Regions from separate parts of the Sus scrofa genome. Here regions 1 and 3 are each linked to region 2. The links are chromatin contacts, called in public Hi-C and promoter capture Hi-C maps. All regions are on one chromosome and are shown on one strand. The core of a region is the stretch at or near the end of the contact, and the rest is flanking DNA. Distances in the headings are between cores, read along the strand shown.

Region 1 (3,987 bases), core at 856-3,355, 180 kb after region 2:
GCAATGCTGAACAAGGCCAGGGATTGAAATCACATCCTCTCGGACACTATGTTGGGTTCTTACCCTGCAGAGCCACAAGGGAACTCCAATCTTCTTGTTCTTGATGCTGCATATCCACCAAAAACCAATCTTAAGACATAACTTATTACGACACACCTATGGTCAGACTGCAAAATGCACTTGATTTTACCAAGCTTATAACGCCATTTGTGTTGAGTAAGTGGATTAGAACCTCCTAAATGTGCCTGCAACATTCAGGAAACTGCATATACTATTCTCAAGAGAATCACGTTTTATACTTCAAATGGTTATTTATCTTATATATCCAGTGAGTCTTACAGCATACAGCAATTTACACTTTATTTGAGGTAGTATTAAGACCAGCACTAATAACACTGAGCAGAGAATATAGTTTATTAATTTATCAGTCAGCATAATATGCATCTGTCACCACAGTATGACCCTTATACTCTAATGCACACAAACAACTAGGCTTGAGGAAAATTTTGCTTGTAGGTCCTATTTGACTGCTAATGCACTGACAATAAAAATGGGACCCTTGCTCTTAAGTATTTAAATAGTAAATAGTAAATGTGTGTGTAAGTAGTAAATGTGGGAGGACTGGTATTTTCTGTTCATTATTACTTTCAAAAGAGCATCAGATGAAGAAGTCTCATTAAAAGCAACCTATGGAGTTCCTGTTGTGGCTCAGTGGTAAACGAATCCGACAAGGAATCATGAGGTTGTGGGTTCGATCCCTGGCCTTGCTCAGTGGGTTAAGAATCCAGCATTGCCATGAGCTGTGGAGTGGGTCGCAGACATGGCTCGGATTCTGCGTTGCTGTGGCTTTGGCATAGGCGGGTGGCTACAGCTCTGATTCGACCCCTAGCCCGGGAACCTCCATATGCCACAGGAGCGGCCCTAGAAAAGGTAAAAAGACAAAAAAAAAAAGCAACCTACTCAAGTATGAACAAAACTTAAAATTCTGGGCATTATACTGAAACTTTCAGCATAGATGATACTTAAGGAATATTTTCTTTCCTCTAGATTTAATTAGCCAAGTCTAGAGACTTCATTCAAAATTCTTAAGAAAAAAAAGTGGCTTATAAATATCGGTTCTATTAGAGCAGAAAAAGAAAAAAGAAAACCTTTATACCACTCTTACTTGGCAAATAGAAACAGTTCAACAATCTTATAAATGTGTTACGAGCTTATCTTTTCCCTACAAAGATAGTCAAACAGCAAATAGACACTGAATGTGGAATAATCAAGCAACAGTTTCCCTTGTTTGTGGTGCCATAATTTGTATTTACTAACCTTTTAGGTCATGGATTTTTTGAAAATTGCATGTCAGTATTCCTTTGTGATTCCTACTCTCCTTTTCCCTTCTCTATTGATATCTGTTACCTTTTGGTCTCCTCACACTGCAATTTTCTCCTTTTATTTTCCTGTTATGCCCACCACACAGTAGAAACCTGGAGTGTAACTGATCCCACCTCCAGTAATCTTTTTCTTATTCTAGAGTTTCCAGATTGGAATGGGAGAAAGAAGACCGAGGTGCCACCCAAGTATTACCTATTGCACAAAGTGTGTGCGGAAGAGCGTCTTCTCGCCCTTCATTTTGTATCTACTTAACTAACGGCGCTATTGTGCCCAAACGCAGGTATTGGCCAAGAACTACATTTCCAAAATGGCTTTATTCCTTTTGAGTTGGCATCAGTCTATAAAATACAATATACTTCCACTGCAACCAACCCTTTTTCTACACCCAATATTACCCAACATACAGAGGCTGAACCTAAGCTACTGTGGACAACAGATTCACATGTGCTTAATTCAGTAGAGAGCCGGAAAAGCCGTTGGACTGATGTTTAAAAAAAAGCGTTAAAAGAAAAAAACCCACAGCAAGCAATCCCAAGAGGCGGGCGTTGCCTGAGATCACACCCTCCCGCCGCCAGGCCCACGGCGAGCACGCCTCCTCGCCGTGGCCACGCCCCCGCCGCCTCGCCCGTGACCACGCCTCCTTCGACCCCGCCCCGCCGCGGCCACGCCCGACGTGCGGCGCGGGAGCCGCCGGGCCGGGGGGCGGGGCCTGTTCCGCCCCTCCCCCCGCCGCCGCCGCCGGCGGCCTCCGCGCGGGCCTCCCAGCCCGTATTCCACTCACTTTGTTCTCCGCCTTTGTCCTAATCCACACCAGCAGGTGGAGCCGCAGTTAAAGTTTCCGAGTCCATTCCGGGAGCGGGAGCCCATCTTGCTCGCCGCAGAGGCCCTCGCTGGAGGAGGAGGGTCAGAGCTCGGGTGCAGCCAATCGCGGGCAACGCTGCTAGTTATCAGAGCAGAATGGGCTGTAGTTTAGTGAAATAGGAAAGCTGCAAAACACAGTGGAGTGTTCCCGTGTAAATAAAAAGAGGAAAAAAAAGTTTCTCAAGTCGCCGCTGCACGACGTCGGGCCGGCGCCGGGGCGGGGGTCTGCGCTCTCCCGAGCGGCCGCGCGCTGGACTTTATTGTGCCGCAACAAGCCCCCGTTCCCATTGTTTGTGTTTTTTTCAAAATATGGCAAAGGTTCAGGTGAACAATGTAGTGGTGCTGGATAACCCTTCTCCTTTCTACAACCCATTCCAGTTCGAGATCACCTTCGAGTGCATCGAGGACCTGTCTGAAGGTGAGTCGGGCGCCCGCCAGCCGCCGGGCTGTCAGTTGCGGGCTGCAGACGTTGAAAGTTTCCCGGGCCCGGCCTCGCGCGGGCAGTCGGTGCTCGGCGCCGGGCGAGCTGCGGTCTCGGCTCTGCGGAGGGAAACTTGAAGTTGATGGACGACGGCCGCCGAGGCGTGCGCGGCGTTCGGCCGCAGCCGGGGCGCCTGCTGCGGCTCAACTTGCGAGGAACTTGTTCGAGCGGAGGTAGCCATGTTGTCAGCTTTGTCTGGCGGGCGGGCGGTTCACGAGACCCGCACTCTCTCCCGCGGCACCGGCCAGGGGTCGCGCCGGGCTGGCCCCGAGCCGCGAATGGCTTCCACGGCCCCCGCGGTCCCGGCGACGAGGTGGAAAGGGAGAGGCATGTGTGTGGTCGCGCCGGCGAGTTAGCAGCGGAGCCATCTTACCAAGAGTAGAGAATTGGGCCACCGACCCCGGCGTCACGACGCCTCCTCTCCGCGGGTGACGAACACGGCGCCCCGCCTGCCCACCTTCCTGCCCCGGAGCGAGAGGCAGATCCATTTTTAGAGCTAATGCCGGAGTTACCGTACACTCCTGGGTGGCCATGCCCGGCCGCTTCGGGGAGGAGAGCGAGGCTGTCCTCGCGCTGATTTCTGGCTCCCTCGACCAACCAGCGGGGGAGGCGGGCGCAGGCTCGGCCCCTCGGCGCCGCGGGCCGGCGACGGCGCTCCCCGGGGGCCGCGGGTGCTCCCGGGCCGGCGCTCCAGGGCCGGCGCCGGGGATGCTCGAGGCGCCTGGGGGATGCTGGCGCGCAGGCTCGCCCCGACCGGCGTGGACTCCTCATCCTTAAGGACCGAAATCTTCTCTCAGGAAGAAAATATTGCTAGCTAGGTGGTTACATTTAACCCAAATGCAGAAATAAGTAAAATATTTAAATAGTTTCCAGGACCTTATCACTGGTTTCTAAGTAGTCTGAAAGAAGACTTTCTTCAAGAACGTGTTGAACTCTAATTAAAATAACTCCACATCCAAATAACCTGAACATAAAACACAAAAAAGTGGGCTAGGAAATAAAAGGTTAAGTCCTGATGGTAATGCAGAAATTTGTGCCATTTTTTCTAAGTCCATTTTTAAGGTCTTAAAAAAGATAAATATTTTTAGTATGTGCAGTAATATTTAGAAAGCTAAAGTTTGCTAAGGTCTTACTCTCGCGATTTTACTAAAATTGTCCAGTGCTTCATTTTGAAAATTTGAGGAGGAAAAAGTTTTAACTTCACCAACGGTAATTTTAAAATTAAATAGACGTACTTTTAACTTACAGGTGTGTTTAACAAA
Region 2 (4,040 bases), core at 545-3,044:
AGTTTGATTGTGGAGATCATTTCACAATGCATACGTCTATCAAAACCAAGTTGCACATAGCAAATATATGTACAATTTCTATTTGTCAATTACACCCTCAATTAGGCAGAGAAATTTATATAGGTCTAAAAAATATTCACGTCACAAGTTTCTAACATCGCAGAATTGCATTATTTGAAATTTAATACAAATCTGAGTTTATGCCTGATATTTTTTAAATTGCAAAAACACTACCAACAAAAAACCAAATGCTGCTTCTGCTTTTTTGTTTTGCAAATAACTTTTAAAGTGTCTACAAAAATGTCAGTTACACGAATCGAGCTCAAACATTTTGTGTAAGAAGGCTACTTAACAGAAGTCCTGGAAGCTCCTAAAATTGTAGGAAAAAAATTGTGTATGTACATATGGCGGTTTTTTTCTGGATAAGTGGTCCATACAACTTGCAGCTACTCAAGGGAGGGTTCAAAATCCAATTAAGATTAAAGTGCCTGAAAGAACCATTAACGTCAGTCAAATAACTTGTCACAGGTAACCCAAGCCTTTTTTTTTTTTTTTTAATATCCTGATTAGGGGAAGATTTATCCTAATTTGGTGGCTCCTACACAACTTTTAAGCGACGCAGGCATTAAATGGCTGTGCATTACAAACAGGTCCCTTCGCACACCCAACGCAGCAAACCCCAAATTTTCCTTGAAAGGGCCAAGGAGAGGCAAATAGATTAACATTCCGGTTGCTCAAAAATCGATGGGCTCTGGCAGGACATGTCCTCCAGAAAGGACTGCTGGGCGGTAACCAGGTTTCAGGGAGGGGCTGGACCCCTGGGGGGGGTTGCAGCCAAGGCATCAGCCGCAGCCTCCTTCCGCCCCCAAACGCGCCCTAAAGCAGCGGCTGCAGGCGCAGATGCAGCAGCCCCCCGCCCTCCGAGACGCGCCCCGCGCCGCCGCGGCTGCAGCACGGTCGCAGCGACCTTCCCGTCTGGGTCTCCGTGAGCCCCGTTATCCACGTCGGCCGCACACCCCAGGAGGAAAAAGGAGAAGGTCGCACAACAAAGCCCAACCCGAGGAGGCCTAGGCGAGCTGTAAGTTGGGGCGCCGGGGCTGCGGCCGGAGGAGCGGCCGGGACACCGAGCCGCGCGGGGCCGGTGCGCCGAGATGCGGGGCGGACAGGGCCGGGGACGCGGGCCGCCAGATGTCAGCCCGCGGAGCCGGGTGTCGGCAGCCTGGAGGAAGCTGGGCTGGCTGGCAGGCGCGCGGCGTCGGGGGCGGGCGGCCAGGGGGAAGCCAGGCCTGAGGAAGGAGGGGAGCGGCGGCTGAGTCCCGAGGCACCGCAGTCGGCCGCGACCCCCACCGCAGCCAGGGGCCTGTCCCGTTACTTACCCGCGGGGAAGCTGCGGGTTCCGCCTGGGCTGTCCCTGCCGCCGGCATCCGCAGTCAGGAAGCGTCCCCACATTGCGGGCCGGAGTGCCGAGTGGGCCGGGGGCGCCCGACTCCCCACGTCCGTCCTCCGCTGCCTTCGCCTCCTGCCTCTTCGGCGGCGGAAACTTGTGCGGAGCCTGGGCCGAGGCGGCACCGGCGGGGGGCGAGCGGGCGGGCTGGTTAACGGCTGCTCAGCGACGGGCGGGGACCGCAGGAGCCAGATTCGCTACAGCGGCGGCGGCTGCCATGGTCGAGCCGCCTGGGTTGAGGCCCGAGCCAGGGAAGCGGAGGCCCTGCGGCGTCGGCGGCTTGGTCTCCGGCTGAGCCCAGGTTCAGAGGCTCCAGCGAAGTTGCAGCTGCGGCTTCTCTCCGCCCCCTCCGCCTGAGGAGCCGGAGGCCGATCTAAGCGGGGGCGGGGCTTGTAGGGGGCGGGGCCTCGGGCGCTTATATAAGGCGTGCGCGGCGCGGGGCGGAGACTGTGGGCAGGTCCCGGTGGGTTCCTTTACGCAGCTGTGCATTGCCAGCGGCGAATGCTCTTCCGACCTACCAACTGCGTCCCTGGTTTCTCAGCCCGGAGCCATTATCGGTTACGAAGAGGGCGGTAACTTGGTACTGGGTCTAATCTTTAGGTTTTCGCCACCACCCATCGCCCCAGTCCCTTGGGTAGTCCCTCAGGGGCACCTGAGAAAGACGTGGATGACCTGCCTCTCCCCTCGAGGTTTCTTGAGATGGAAGAGTTTTACACAGGAGGGGTTGAGGGAGACTCTCAGCCTCATTTGGGATTAAAGTCGTCAACCATGAATTCCACAAACATCGTTTGTGGGGGATCACTATTGGGGGTAGCGAAAGAGGTCGTTTTCTCAACTAGCAAATTAAATGGGGGGCGGGAGGGTGCAGACAGAGACGGGTACAAAATATCTATCACCTAGAGACTTATGCACACACACACACACAACAGGCAGAAAAAAAGACCCGAGGGTAATTAGTACCAGAGGGTTCAGAGAGGGGCCCGAAATTTTTAATCTGGTAGCCCAGTGTTCCAGATGATCATCAGAAAGGAGTCAAAATGGCACCAGAGCGACTTCCTTACTCCTATACTCCAAGTTCCTCCTTCCACCTGGTCAGTTGCCACTTTTTACCTGAACCCAGAGTGCAGGGGCAGATATCCTGAGGAAGGACAAAAGGGTGCAGCATCGTCTTTTTAAATCTTACTTTTATTGACAATATAATCTTTCCAATATTTAGATACAAAATAGTTCCTTTAATAAATATTGGTCGAACACTGCAGGAGGCAGGCTCTGCACTGGGCCAATGAATCAGGTAAACCTTAATGAGTCAGGCAAATTCTTAACCATCAGCAGGCTTGGAGTCCATTGACTTTTTTCTGTTTTGCTAAGGGAGGCCTTATGTTTGTATTTAAGCATCCTGTAATTGGGAAATACTGCTTAAAACTTTTAGAGATTAAATTACATCTCTGTCTTGTTTTGGGGGGGTTGCTTTTCTTTTCTTTTTTTTTTTTTTCCTTTTTTCCTCACATCTGTCTTGTAATTTATCTGATTGCAGATAAATTTTACATTTACTCCTCCTCCCATAGAGTTCCACTATTTCTCCAAATCATGAGCAGTTGGCCAAGGGTCAACTGTTTCAAAGGATAGAAAATGACAGAAACATGAAAAAATAATGTAATTGGTTCCTTTTTGTGATTTAAATGTGCATTACCTTACACTTGAATACTATAGGTCAAAAGGAAACCTAGAAAAGTAAATTACAACGCAAATTGTCAGAAGCTATAGAACTATATAAAAATATCCTTTTTTCATGATTTATAGTTACCATCCTCTCATAATAAGTATAGCACTTATTAAATACCATACCTTTTTAATACAGTTCTAAAAAGTGTATGAACTATTACAGATATATATCAGTCCTTTGCGAATTTAATATATATTTATTTTTATTCCAAAACGCTGCCAACTTCCACTCAATTTTAAGCAGTGTTTAAAGAAAACCATTTACTCAGGTTTTCTACATCTTTTTATCAAATTAAGGGGCATGCCACTACAAACACCAAAGAAAGTACATGTGAAGCTGAAGCTATGTGAGATATTTCAATATCTATTACACAGTAAAAGCAAAACATGTTGCTATTTTGGCATTTGGCACCAAAAATAAAAATGTTTGTGTTCCTACTAATTAAAATTGGGAGGATAAAGATCTAATGCAATTAAAATAATCAAAATACTAAGAATATTATGTATATGAAGTAAACTGTAACCAACCACTTTTTTAAATCATACCAATTCTGAATATACAGTTGATCCTTGAACAATGCAGGGGTTAGAGGGCATGTTATCTGCACAGTAGGAGTATCCAAGTATAACTTAAAGTCACCCCTATTGGAGTTGCTGTTGTGGCTCAGTGGTAATGAACCTGATTAGTATCCATGAGGATGTGGGTTTGATCCCTGGCTTAACTCAGTGGGTTAAGGATCTGGCATTGCTGTGAGCTGAGGTGTAGGCTGCAGATGTAGCTCAGATCCCACATTGCTGTGCCTGTGGTGTAGACCGACAGCGGCAGCTCTACTTTGACCCCTAGCCTAGGAACCTCCATATGCCACAGGTGTGG
Region 3 (4,283 bases), core at 473-2,972, 220 kb after region 2:
ATGTCCTTTGACTTATTTCATTCAACTACCATTTACTGTACTAGGCTCTAGAAATAGAAAGATAAAAGAAGACTTATGACATTCACAGTTTAGCATCCTAAATACATGTTACACGCTATTAGCAATATTTTGCCTTCTCTGGGAACCTCCTAGGAAGTGTGGAAGGAGTAAAGGGGGTATACCATAGTTAGGTTAAAAATCTGACACTTATGCCATGCCAGTATGAGATCAAGAGATGAGCATGGTATAGGCAAGACAACTTGTGAAAGTAAATAATGGTCACTGTTGATTTAAGTATTTTGTTTAGGTTAGGAAATATAAACTCAGCTAAGCAAAAAGTTCCCTGGTGGCTCAGTGAGTTAAGGATCTGGTGTTGCCGCTACGTGGCAAGGGTTTGATACTTCACCTTGGAATTTCCCCATTCCAGGAGTGCAGCCAAAAAAATAAAATAAAAATCAGCTAAGTCTAAAGTAGAAAAAGCATTTGGGAAGGAACAACCAATCATATAGCAATCATATTAATCATTCCAACTAATCAAACAGTAACCATCTAATCATTCACCTAATCATACAGTATTCTCATGATGTGGCCTTTGCTTAAAAGAAAATATCTGGAATCCCAAGAGTGGCTATAAGACAATCTCTAAAGTTCTATAAATGCATATTAAATCTGGAGCCACAAATTTAGCAATTTTAAAGGAAGCCTCACATACGGCAGGAAGAGGGCAGCAGCCGAATTCATGGTTCATATTAAGATTTGGCTTAGTCTTTTCGAAATAACATCACTAAAAAACTAGCATTCACTTTCAACATCTGGGCACAACTGTTCCAAGCAGTTTGCTAACCCTAGAAACATGCTCACCCAGATTTAGACTGGTGGCAGTGTTTTGCAACTTTCAAGTTCCTTTTCCTTTTGACTATTTGAAGATAAAATAAATAAGGCCAAGTTTTGCTACTGTATCCTCTAAGTAAAGTAACGCGCCAACGAAAAAAAAACCTGGGAGTACTCAGACGAGCCAACCTCTAGCTAGATCACAGGGAATCGCAGCCTGCCCACCCGCCGTACCGCCCTCGGGAGGGAGCCACGCCCCTCGAGCCCTAAGCCCCGCCCAAGTAGCACCGCCCCTTCCCCGCCCGCCAGCTTCTTCGCCGCCGGCTCCCCGCGGGCGCTCAGCAAATGTGGAGTAGAGTTGTGCCGAGAGAACCACGTTCCACACTTCCGTCTCTGGTCGCAGGCGGTACCCTACAACAACTTATCAGGTCTCGGACACTTCCCAGGCTCGGCTACGGGCCGTTCTGTCGCCGGCCTGGTCCTGGAGTTCATTAGTTTTGGAACTAACCAGGTGTGGGTGAAACCTGGGATGCCCTGCAGGAGAAATAAATAATGGTAAAACGAGGCAGCGGTCTCACTTACTGGCGGATACGCGGAGTCAGAAGTCCCCGGGAGAACGCTGCTCCCAAGGCCGAGGGGCGAACAGAACTCAGGCCGAGTGGTGGAGTCGCGCCGGGGCTGGAGAGGCGGGAGGAGGCCCCAGATGGGGGCGGGGCAGGGCCGCTCCAGGCGCAGTCGGCCGCGGGGGCGCGCAGGCTCCGGCGGGCCCGCCTCGCGCCCGGGTGAGACAGAAGCCACGCGGGCGGCTCGGTCGGGCCCGCGCTCCCGACGGACGCCGGGCCGCGCACCGCCTCAACTTGGCGGCTCTGGTGGCTCTTCCGGTGAAGAAACGGGCGGGCGCGCGCCCCGCCAGGCGCCGTGGGAGGAGAGAGGCGGGGCGGGGCGGGGCGGGACTGGCTGGGAGGGTCCCGGGCGGGGCAAGGCGGGGCGGGCCTGGCCGGGAGGAAATCCACCCCCCCCACCCCGGGCGGGCCGGCGGAGCGGGCGCCGGGGAGGGGCCGGGCTGTGCGCTGTTCTTGAGAGGTTGTGCGGTTTGAGCTAAGATATCTGCCAGACTTAAGCCCACAAAGATTTTCGCCCATGTTTTCTTACAAGAAATTTCAAAATGAAATTTTTATGTGTAGGTCTATGATCCATTTAGAGGTAATTTTGAGATATGATGCAAAGTACGGATCTTGGGTAACTTTTTGGCATGTGAACCATTTATGGAGAGAACTTTTTCCACTGCATAGCCTTTGCACCTGTTCAAAAATCAGTTGTCCTTATGTATGTTGGTCTAAGACTTAAATTCTGTTCCCAGGTTCTCTCGTTTATGAAAACACGACGTTGTCTTAATTACTCTAACTGTAATGAGTCTTGAAATCAGATAGTATTTGGCTTCCAATTTTGCTCTCTTTCAAAGTTGTTTGGGCTCTTCTGTTCACATATGAATTGTAAACCCAGCATGTCATTTTCTGTTGAAAACCTGGGATTTTTGTTGGGGTTACATAGAATCTCTAGGTCAATATGGGAAGAATTTACTTGATCATTTATTTTGGTGTTATATAATTTCAACAATGTGTGATCTTTTATCTCTCAAATTTATCCCAAAAATCATGAGGAAAGAGGAAACATACTTTTGATGCTACGAATATGATATTTTCAATTTCTGGTGGTTCTTTTCTAGCATGTAGAAATACAATTGATTTTTAAAATTTTATTAAATTTTTAATAATAAAATTTATTTTTCCTAGCAAAATTGAGCAGGAAGTACAAAGATTTACCACATAATCCTTGCCCCCCCCCCACACACATATACAGTCTCCCTCACTATCAATATCCCTTTACCAGAGTGGTGCATTTGTTAGAACTAATGAACCTGGATTAACACCTCATCACTCAAAGTCCATGGTTTATAGTAGGGTTTGTTCTAGGTGTTACACATTGTCAGTTTTGACAGACATATAAAATGTATCCAGCACTGTAGTGTCATGCAGAATAGTTTCAAGGCCCTAAAAATCTGTGTTCTGGTTATTCATCCCTCCCACCCACCTAAGCCCTAGCAACAACTGATCTTTTTTTTACTGTTTCCATAGTTCTCCAGGATATCATATTGTCAAAATCGAAATCGAAATCGTATAGTATGTTGCCTCTTCAGATTGGCTTTTTCACTTAGTAACATATATTCTTAAATTATGTTTTTTCTTTAAAAAAATTCCTTATACCTTTCTACGATTGGCATCTCATTTGTTCTTGGCACTGAATGATATTCCATTGTCTGGATGTACCACATTTTATTTATCCACTTACCTATGGAAGGACATTCTGGTTGCTTCCAGGTTTTGCCAGTTGTAGATAAAGCTGCTATATATACCTGCATGCAGATTTTTGTGTGGACCTAAGTTTTCAGCTCCTTTGGGTAAATACCAAGGAGCATGATAGTTGGATCATCTGGTGTGGTATGTTCAGTTTTGTAAGAAATTACTAAAATGTCTTTCAAAGTAGGTGTACCATTTTACATTCTAACCAGCCACGAATGAGAGTTCCTGTTGCTCCGCATCCCTTCCAGCATTTGGTGTTATTTTGAATTTTAACCATTCAAAAAGGTGTGTAGTATCTCATTGTTGTTTCGATTTGCATTTCTCTGATGAATATGATGTTGACTATCTTTTCATGTGCTTAACTTTTATCTGTATATCTTCTTCTGTGAAGTGTCTATTCAGGTCTTTTGCCCATTTTTTAATCATAGTCCTTGTTATTGTTTCTTAATGTTGAGTTTTAAGTTTATCAGATGTGTCTTACAAATATTTACAAATATTTCCTCCCTCAAATGTGACTTGTCTTCTCATTCTCTTGACATTTTTCTTTTACAGAGCAGATTTTTAATTTTAACTAGGTCTAGCTTATCAATTGTTTTTCTCATGAATTGTGCTTTCGGTGTTGTATTTCAAAAGTCATCACCTCAGGGCATCTAGATTTTCTCCTATATTCAAGGACTTTTATAGTTCTGTGATTTACATTATTTAGGTCAATTATCCACCTTGAGTTAATTTTTGTGAGGTTTGTAAAACATGTGTCTACACTTGTGTATGTGCAAACACATGTGGATGTCCATTTTTTTCAGTGCTGTAAGAGAGAAGAGAAAAACCTGACTCCATTGAATCTATTCCTTTAGTTCTAGGCTTTGCACTGTGTTTTCCATTTTTAGTCATGTGGGCTCTGCACCTTTTATAAAAGAATATTGTCTTTAGCCTGAAATATACAGGGTAGCCCATTTTCAAACCTCTGACCTTTGAAGGTAAACACTTTCCCTTTCATATATAGATAAAACTTTGCAGAACAGAGAATAACATTTTTTTAAAATTTAAGTTAATTTTTATTTTATATTGGAGTATGCTGGTTTGCAATGTTGT

What was found. Promoter capture Hi-C pulls out the DNA fragments that hold promoters and counts their contacts. Hi-C and Micro-C count contacts between places; a contact is called where the count stands out from the background.
Region 1: a contact with region 2 is called in a promoter capture Hi-C map of fetal liver, with 3 times the contacts expected there. The contact joins the promoter of ASF1A here to the promoter of CEP85L in region 2. A contact is called at or near these places in 2 of 5 promoter capture datasets (fetal liver and liver), 4 of 47 Hi-C or Micro-C datasets (embryonic fibroblasts, heart right ventricle, liver and 1 more) and 1 of 2 datasets of contacts at active chromatin or transcription factors (alveolar macrophages).
Region 3: a contact with region 2 is called in a Hi-C map of liver, with 6 times the contacts expected there. The contact joins the promoter of MCM9 here to the promoter of CEP85L in region 2. A contact is called at or near these places in 3 of 47 Hi-C or Micro-C datasets (heart right ventricle, liver and skeletal muscle) and 1 of 2 datasets of contacts at active chromatin or transcription factors (alveolar macrophages).

What each region holds. Positions count from the first base shown.
Region 1 is chr1:43,213,137-43,217,123 of Sscrofa11.1, reverse strand. It overlaps ASF1A (histone chaperone ASF1A), which reads left to right and starts at 2,105. Exons shown (of 4, transcript XM_003121238.4): 1 at 2,105-2,662. The coding sequence starts at 2,554. All of the region lies in intron 7 of MCM9 (DNA helicase MCM9), which reads right to left.
Region 2 is chr1:43,390,384-43,394,423 of Sscrofa11.1, reverse strand. CEP85L (centrosomal protein of 85 kDa-like) reads right to left here and starts at 1,794. Exons shown (of 15, transcript XM_003121248.5): 1 at 1,377-1,794. The coding sequence starts at 1,449. It overlaps LOC110260246 (a long non-coding RNA gene), which reads right to left. Exons shown (of 2, transcript XR_002343179.1): 2 at 2,898-4,040.
Region 3 is chr1:43,169,345-43,173,627 of Sscrofa11.1, reverse strand. MCM9 (DNA helicase MCM9) reads right to left here and starts at 1,722. Exons shown (of 16, transcript XM_003353232.4): 1 at 1,414-1,722.